Linked DNA regions of Gossypium hirsutum: region 1 is linked to region 2. The links are chromatin contacts, called in public Hi-C maps. All regions are on one chromosome and are shown on one strand. The core of a region is the stretch at or near the end of the contact, and the rest is flanking DNA. Distances in the headings are between cores, read along the strand shown. Region 1 holds the start of LOC107954784 (54S ribosomal protein L19, mitochondrial). Region 2 holds the start of LOC107955084 (cancer-related nucleoside-triphosphatase).

What was found. Hi-C and Micro-C count contacts between places; a contact is called where the count stands out from the background.
Region 1: a Hi-C map of leaf shows a contact between it and region 2, with 1.7 times the contacts expected there. The contact joins the promoter of LOC107954784 here to the promoter of LOC107955084 in region 2. A contact is called at or near these places in 3 of 34 Hi-C or Micro-C datasets (all in leaf).

The regions. Positions count from the first base shown.
Region 1 is chrD07:39,757,012-39,760,822 of Gossypium_hirsutum_v2.1, reverse strand. LOC107954784 (54S ribosomal protein L19, mitochondrial) reads left to right here and starts at 2,082. Exons shown (of 1, transcript XM_016890456.2): 1 at 2,082-2,862. The coding sequence starts at 2,208. The coding sequence ends at 2,675. LOC107954781 (exosome complex exonuclease RRP44 homolog A) reads right to left here and starts at 1,728. Exons shown (of 24, transcript XM_016890453.2): 1 at 1,461-1,728; 2 at 1,160-1,300; 3 at 883-1,040; 4 at 702-757; 5 at 500-622; 6 at 208-344; 7 at 1-96. The coding sequence starts at 1,514.
Region 2 is chrD07:39,500,382-39,504,059 of Gossypium_hirsutum_v2.1, reverse strand. It overlaps LOC107955084 (cancer-related nucleoside-triphosphatase), which reads right to left and starts at 2,328. Exons shown (of 4, transcript XM_016890798.2): 1 at 2,177-2,328; 2 at 1,803-2,066; 3 at 1,407-1,563; 4 at 818-1,186. The coding sequence starts at 2,269. The coding sequence ends at 1,071.

The DNA.
Region 1 (3,811 bases), core at 833-3,332, 260 kb before region 2:
ATATGCTTGAAATGGATTGTAACGATTAACACGAAGCTTTCCTTGATGGTATATTCCACGATGCAAGCCCAACGTAATCTCAGACATGGGTTTATGCTAAACAAAGAAAAGATTAAGCCTTAGAGAACCAATTTGTTTCATGGGAACAAATCTTAACCAAATTCATTGTTTACAATTAACAATGGCAAACAGCATTAGCAAACATACTTCTTGATAAACAACTTGTCTCTTGGAAGGTCTCAAATCTTCAACTTCTACCATGACAGTATCTTCAGATTCGGATGCAGGTTGAACAAGCAGGTCAAGCAACTCCGGTTGACCCAATGATTTTACATAGGACTGAACTGAAACAAGTTGGCCATTGAACAGTTAGCATACCACATGAATAATCCTAATGATTTGCAAATAGAGGTGGTATTAAATAATTAGTGGTAACTGGTAAGCCAATATATAAAATATCAAGTTGATAGAAGTTCCTAAGCAAGTAGAGTGTGCATACTTGTGTCAGCAGAAATGCCCTCTTCGCCAGCCGTCCTCTTATTGTCTCTGTCATTGGTTATAAGTAAAACTGTTGCTGCAGTACCAAGATGAGTTTGATACCATCGAGTAGCCACCCGAATTGCTGAAGAACAACAGAACGTAGTAAACAAGCTGAATTTCAGAAGCAAATGCTTAGAGAGATATTAAAGTGCAAATCTAACCTCTGTCATTGTAATCATTTGGAGTTTCACCATCCATGCGCTTTACAAATGTGTCTCTGTTAACAAAAAGAAAGAAAATAGTGGATATAAGAGGCTGAAAATAAAATCATTTTATTTGCAGCTGTCAGTGAAAAGTAGAGAATTTGATAGGAAATGAATGGCGAGGAATGAGAAAACCAACTTATGGAACTGGTTACTGAAAACATAGAACTTGCGGAGAGGATTGGTGGAAAGAGCTCTAATTCTATTGTAAACGGCCATGTTCTTGTTCTTAACTTCATCCAGCACCACAGATAGCAGCACCGCATTGTCGATGGCAGAGTTCTCAAGCAAGTCGATCTTATAACATATATTAATAATAGTAATAGTAATAATGAAAATGAAACGTTAAAATTTGAGAACACAATTAAAGAATTCAGTATAATTATATTGAAGCCAAAAGAGAAAAAGAAAAAAACCTGATGAAGAAGGACATTGGTATCAAGAATGAGAAGGGGAGAAGCAACATCCAAAGGAGCACGTGACGTGGAAGTGTCACACGTTTTACAAGCAGCAGCTCCACAGTAAATGTCGTCTCTTAGATATATTTCTCTAACTTCCTGTCCCATCCCCATCCCCATGCCACAAGCAATTGAAATACATTCCATTATCATCATTATAAACTAAAGTAAATACCTCTGTTACTTAGTTAGGGTTTCAAAATCTTTTCCTTTTTTATATGTAATAAATTAAAACAAAAAGGAGGAGAGGAATCGGAACCTTCTTAATTCTGCCGGCCTTGGTCTTCCTGCTGAACGTGTTGCTCTTCAACATCTTCTCTTCTCTTCTTCGCTGAAGATTTCTGCCTCCAAATGCTTAGCCCTTATCTTTAAACTTGAAGTGGGAGTGTGGAGGCAGCAAAGAATCAAATTACTAGCTAAAGATATAAATTATTGAAAAATTAAACAGAACCGAGTGAACGCCTTCTTCTTCTTCAGTTCTTCTTCTGCCATTTAAAACCTAATAATTGCCCAACCCAGCCCAGCCCAATTACTTACCTATTCCTTTTTTGGTTAATTGCATCAAGACACCCCTAAATTATATTCTAAATTATACTTCAAATGTTATAATTAAGTCCTTAAAGTATTAATATCGTATCAATCAGGTACTTAGGCATTAAATGCTAGCTCGAATATAACATGTGAATTAAATATTGAATATATATGGCTTAGTTATTATAACTATTACAAAGAAAGAAATAGTCCTAAATTTTAATATTTAAATGTTTAAAATTTGATTTGTCTATTTAATATCATAAGTAAATAAAAGGACTTGATTGATATAATATGATACCATGAGCACTCAATTAGATGGGTTTAAAATTTGGAATCAAAGTAATTAACCAAAAGTAAAAATAATACCTTTCAATTTGCCATTTACTATTTGCACCCATTTATGTAATTTTTCCAAGCCCAACATCGTTGGGAAAGAGAAAAAACAGTAGGGTAAGCAAAATCAAAGAGAGGCATGTCGACCCTGAAAGAAATCCTAACCCGCCGTCCAGTGGCGGCCACCATCAGGCTGACTGTACCGGCGGGAGGAGCACGACCCGCACCCCCAGTAGGTCCAGCCCTGGGTCAGTACCGACTTAATCTAATGGCCTTCTGCAAGGACTTCAACGCCCGAACCCAAAAGTACAAGCCAGACACCCCCATGTCTGTCACTATCACCGCCTTCAAAGACAACACCTTTGAGTTCACTGTCAAGTCTCCATCCGTCACCTGGTACTTGAAGAAGGCAGCGGGTATCGAGTCCGGAAGCAGCCGGCCTGGCCACGTGGTCGCCACCACTTTGTCCGTCAGACATATTTACGAGATTGCCAAGATTAAGCAATCCGATCCCTATTGTCAGTACATGTCCCTGGAGAGTATTTGTAAGTCCATTATTGGGACTGCTAATACCATGGGGATTAAGGTGGTGAAGGACTTGGATTAGATTCTTCATTTACTCTTCAATCTAAAAAAAATGGTAATGTTCTTCTTAGCTTTTGGATATGATGCATCTTAGCTGTTCGACATATTGTCTGTGCTGAAAAACCTTGAAACGTTTTTGTTGGATGAATTTCTGCAACTTTCAAACATTATATTAATTCACTGCATCACTTCTCAGTTGTTGTTTTCAATATCCAAAATTTTCAAGTAAATTATATACTCCTAGTTGCATTATACTTTGATCATTACATGTCTGTACTCCTAAGCTAGGCTACTCGAATTTGGTGTAAATGTCAGATATATGTATTAGACATTTCTAAAGTTTTGGGACACAATGGCTTGTATGTATGATGAGAAAAATATAAAATTGGAGTCGTATGGTTACATTAAACTTGAGTTGGAGAGTTTCACCGTTGTCAACCATAGAAGCCAAACTTAATGTAAAATCGCTTCTTTCAAGACTTGCATCCTTATGCTCATGAGCAAATTCACTTTTTAACACTAGACCAGACCAGAAATCAGCCCAAGCAACCTTCCAGCCTTGAAAGCTCCTAAATTTCACTTCACCCACTCTCAATCCTCTTACAACTGCTCCAAAAATACCCATGTTCTTAAACAATTTTCTATTCGATGCTGCACCTTCTTGTTAAGGAAGATGATGATTTGGCTAGGGCTTTTATTGTTTGCCTATGTTTTTAAACTTTTGTAAGTCATCAAATCTAGCACTGTAGTGTAAAACCAGACACACTGGCCTATGACGCTTTGATTCATGCTCTATAAAAATTCTCTGCAATGCTGGTGTCATTTAGCTGAAGCCTTGTAAAGAAAGTTGAGAGCAAGGGAGGTGTTTGTTTGAGAAGGGTTATTATTGAATAGCTAAGGTGAAAGTGGAGCAAAACTGCCTCCCAAATGCTGACAGTTACAATATAATAATAATCTGTTAGTGTGGCATGTTCGATTGTGGTGTAGAGATATTCAATTAAATGAAGACAGATGGGATCAGTTAGAAGTTTTTTCACATGCATGAGGAAGGGAGGATGGAATGTTGTGTCAGCGCCGCATATGCGCCACATATTAGTCCTTGTAATTCTGTGTTGTGGTGTTATAGGAGAAATGTTTGGAGGGAGAGCTAGATTTTCT
Region 2 (3,678 bases), core at 1,079-3,578:
CGGTGCTGTTGATCGAATAAAGTATAACTACAAATACAGGTTTTTTCTGCAGGCATCCTGAATGTGTTTGATTTAGTTAGTCTGCCACAATGAGTACGGCCATGACTCAGCTTCATAGGCTTCAACTATTCTTTGAAAGTAGTTCATGAATTCGCATTTACTTTCTTCAATAACAGCACCAATGAGTAAAGATCAAAAAAGAAATTTAAAAAAGTTTTAGTCATATGTCATGCCATGGATCTTTGATTATATGATAGATAAACACCACAAAAAGTGCTTTTTAGTTCATTTTCCTAGCATCAGAAATAAATTGGTCTGGAAATTTTAGACAGATGACTTGTGATAATATTGTTTTAAAACATACTCTAATTTTTCCTAGACAGAATGCATACCAGTTTAGGCTAAAATGGCAGAAAGCAAGCTTCAAGATTACTTGAGAAAGTTGCAGGCACCATTTTTGTATGCTTCTCTACTTCTTCCTTGTATTCATGCAAAGATTGTTAGATTGCATGAAAAAAAAATCCCATAGTTTACCATATAGCGTTAAGCCATACCATCAAATAAATTTACCATATAGCATACTCCCCCTTCTTATTGGTGCATTTTATTTGTCTTAATTCATACATACAATTAAAACTTGCATTAATGTATATCTACTCAGTTTCCTTTCAATTTTCCAAGGCAAACACAGCAACTAAAAATGTGTTGAAAAGCATTACAGCCACATTCTCAGACAACAAAATTGTCATCAAATATGTTGGCTGGTTGAAAATATATTCTATGATACAGCTAGGAGACCATAGGGAACCGCAAAATATAAAGAAATCAGCAGATAGGAAAAATATATATTAAGCCACTGCAAGCATATACAAAATGTGAGAACAAAGATAAACCGCAAAATATAAAGAAATCAGCAGATAGGAAAAATATATCTTAAGCCACTGCAAGCATGTACAAAATGTGAGAACAAAGATAAACCAGGAGTGCAATACATGACATACCATCCATCACTCGTAGGGTGAACCAGATTCATCATTCGACAAGTTTTAACCTATAGCCTAGTCCAGTATCTAAGGTTTAAGAAGCATACCCGCCAACTGAGGGTAGATTCTATCTTTCATCGCATCCCTGTTGCTTTTATCCAAAGTCAAAATGGTTGCACCTGGATGATTCTTCAACCTTACAACTGCACAAATTCACACACAGCCCTGCAAATTTAGTTATAAAGGGCAAAAGGATTTGCATTTCAGAAGCAAAGTCTAGGAGATACTTTAAAGAATAATAATAGTCCAGGTCTTCCATGGTTTCAAATTAAACCAAATGGGAACATGATTAAAAAGAAGGATCTGCACGATCACTACATTCTCTTAACAAAAGAAAATATGAACCCCTAGAGAAAATTTTACCTGCAGGTATATCTTTGCCAAATTTTGGTATGGGGACAGTGGCGAGAAGAGGAATATTGGATTGAAGAATATTTAGAATGGCTGGAAAGAAGTACGAACTGAACAACTCCATTTTACCAACTTCATCAACAATGAAGAGACCAGTATCTTCTCTGATCTGCTAACAGATAGCAGAATATAGCCTTCAACAATAACCTTTATACACAAATGAAATGAGAATGCCATGCTCAACTTAAACAGTTAATGCCAAGTTCCTAACCCAACAGATTAGACCCTATAACTAATAGTAGCACATTACAGTTCTAATTTGGTGTAATAAAGATGATAAAATTTCTTGGGTATGGGGCATAAATGATAAAAACCCTCAAAGCATCCAGAAAGAAGAGCTTATGTTACCTTCAATTCAGGCAATACCAATGATTCAAACGATGCAATATCCACTTTATATTTCCCAACAGCAGGCCATTGTCGAGATTCCGGGTTGGAAATAGTGGAGCTGGCGAGGCGAGCTCTGCGACCATCCAAGGTGACCACTTCAAACCCAACCCTCTCACCGCCCTGTCTAATCTCTTGAGAGAAGAAACCCTGAAGCATGATGTTGGGGTTAGAGAGCTTCAGATTCTCGCATATTCTCATAATCAGAGTGGTTTTACCCACGCCCTGCTCATTTAGTAATCCCATTTCAAATTTCTCAAGATTGCCAAATGGAAACTCATTCTTAATTTTTATTTTTCAGTAACGGTAAAAGAAATAGCAATCGCAATACTTACAGGAGGGCCGGTGACGAGGATGCATTTTCCGACACCTGCCATTGTCCCACTCTCAACGGAACCGTGAGCGGCAGATACAGAACCGAACTCCATTGCTATTGTTATTGGTATATACTAATGGAGTAAAACAGTTTCTGGTTCAAGTCATGGACTAACTCGTAAAATTTTTAATCAATTTGTTGGGCCACGGTCCATGGGCCGAATGCCCGGGCCACGCTCAGAAATTCTAGAGTTTGATCAGTCCCCATCTTTCCGTTCCTTCCGTTTATTTATTTGAATTAAAGTTGTTCATGGCCGGTGACTAGAGCTGCTCATGGGCCGGGCCGGGTTCAGGCCGGGCTCAGAAAAAATTTCAGCCCGGGTCCTAGTCCCAGGCCTGGTCCGAAATATGGGCCTAGAATTTTGCCCAAGCCCGGCCCGGGAAAAATTCATAAGCCCGAGCCCGACCCAACCCGGCCCGGCTCGTTTTTTAAATAAATATCAAAAATTTATTTTAAAAATTAAAAAAAAATTATTTTAAAATTAAAAAATTTTTAAAAAAAGTATTTTAAAAGTATTTTAAAATTAAAAAAATAAAAATATTTATTATATTCGGGCCGGGCCGGGCTCGGGCCAAAAAAGTGGTTCCCGAGGCCCGGCCCATTTTTTAATCGGGCCTCATTTTTTTGCCCAAGCCCATATTTCGTGCCTATATTTTTACCCAAACCCTCCCATATTTCAGGCGGGCCGTCGGGCCGGGCCGGGCCGCCCGGCCCATGAGCACCTCTACCGGTGACCCAGTCCGGCTCAAAAACTCGCTTAAAATTTAGGTGGATTTGAGTAAAAATATAAATTTAAAAAATAGGCTTAAGAAAAAAATAAGATCCATTTAGAAATGGGCCAAGTCTCGGGTAAAGTTTTGACCCGAGCTTGACCCAGCTCAATCCTAATTTGCAATAAAAAATCATGTTGTTTTCCCACTTTTTATTACTGTTTTGCTACCATTTCACCATTATGTTGCTACTATTTTTGTTGTTAAATTTGTTATTATTTTAGAGGTATTTGATTGTTAAGTTGCACTTATATTAATGTTACTTAAGGATAAAGAATTTTTTAAATTTATTTTCAATTTTGTTGAGAAACATTTATTTTAATATTTTTAATATATTTTTAAAATTTTATATAAAAAATAACAAAACTAATACGACCAGGCCGAGCTCGGGTTTTAGCATTTTTTATCTAGACTGAGCTTGAGAAAAAAATTTAGGCTCATTTTTTGGGTTAGGTCAAGGCCTATCAATCGGGCCTAAAATTTTGTTAGGGTCCAGCCCTACCCATGAACAACTCTAATTTTAATCGAAAATCCGAAATACATTCTCATTCTTGTAACTTGTAAGGGTAACTACAAGAATAGTCACCCAATTATTCTTTTAATCATTTTTTGGTCACTCAATTATTATTATTTTTTGATTTAGTTACTCAACTTTTTGAAATTAAAAATTTTAGTTGCTCCCCCATTAGTT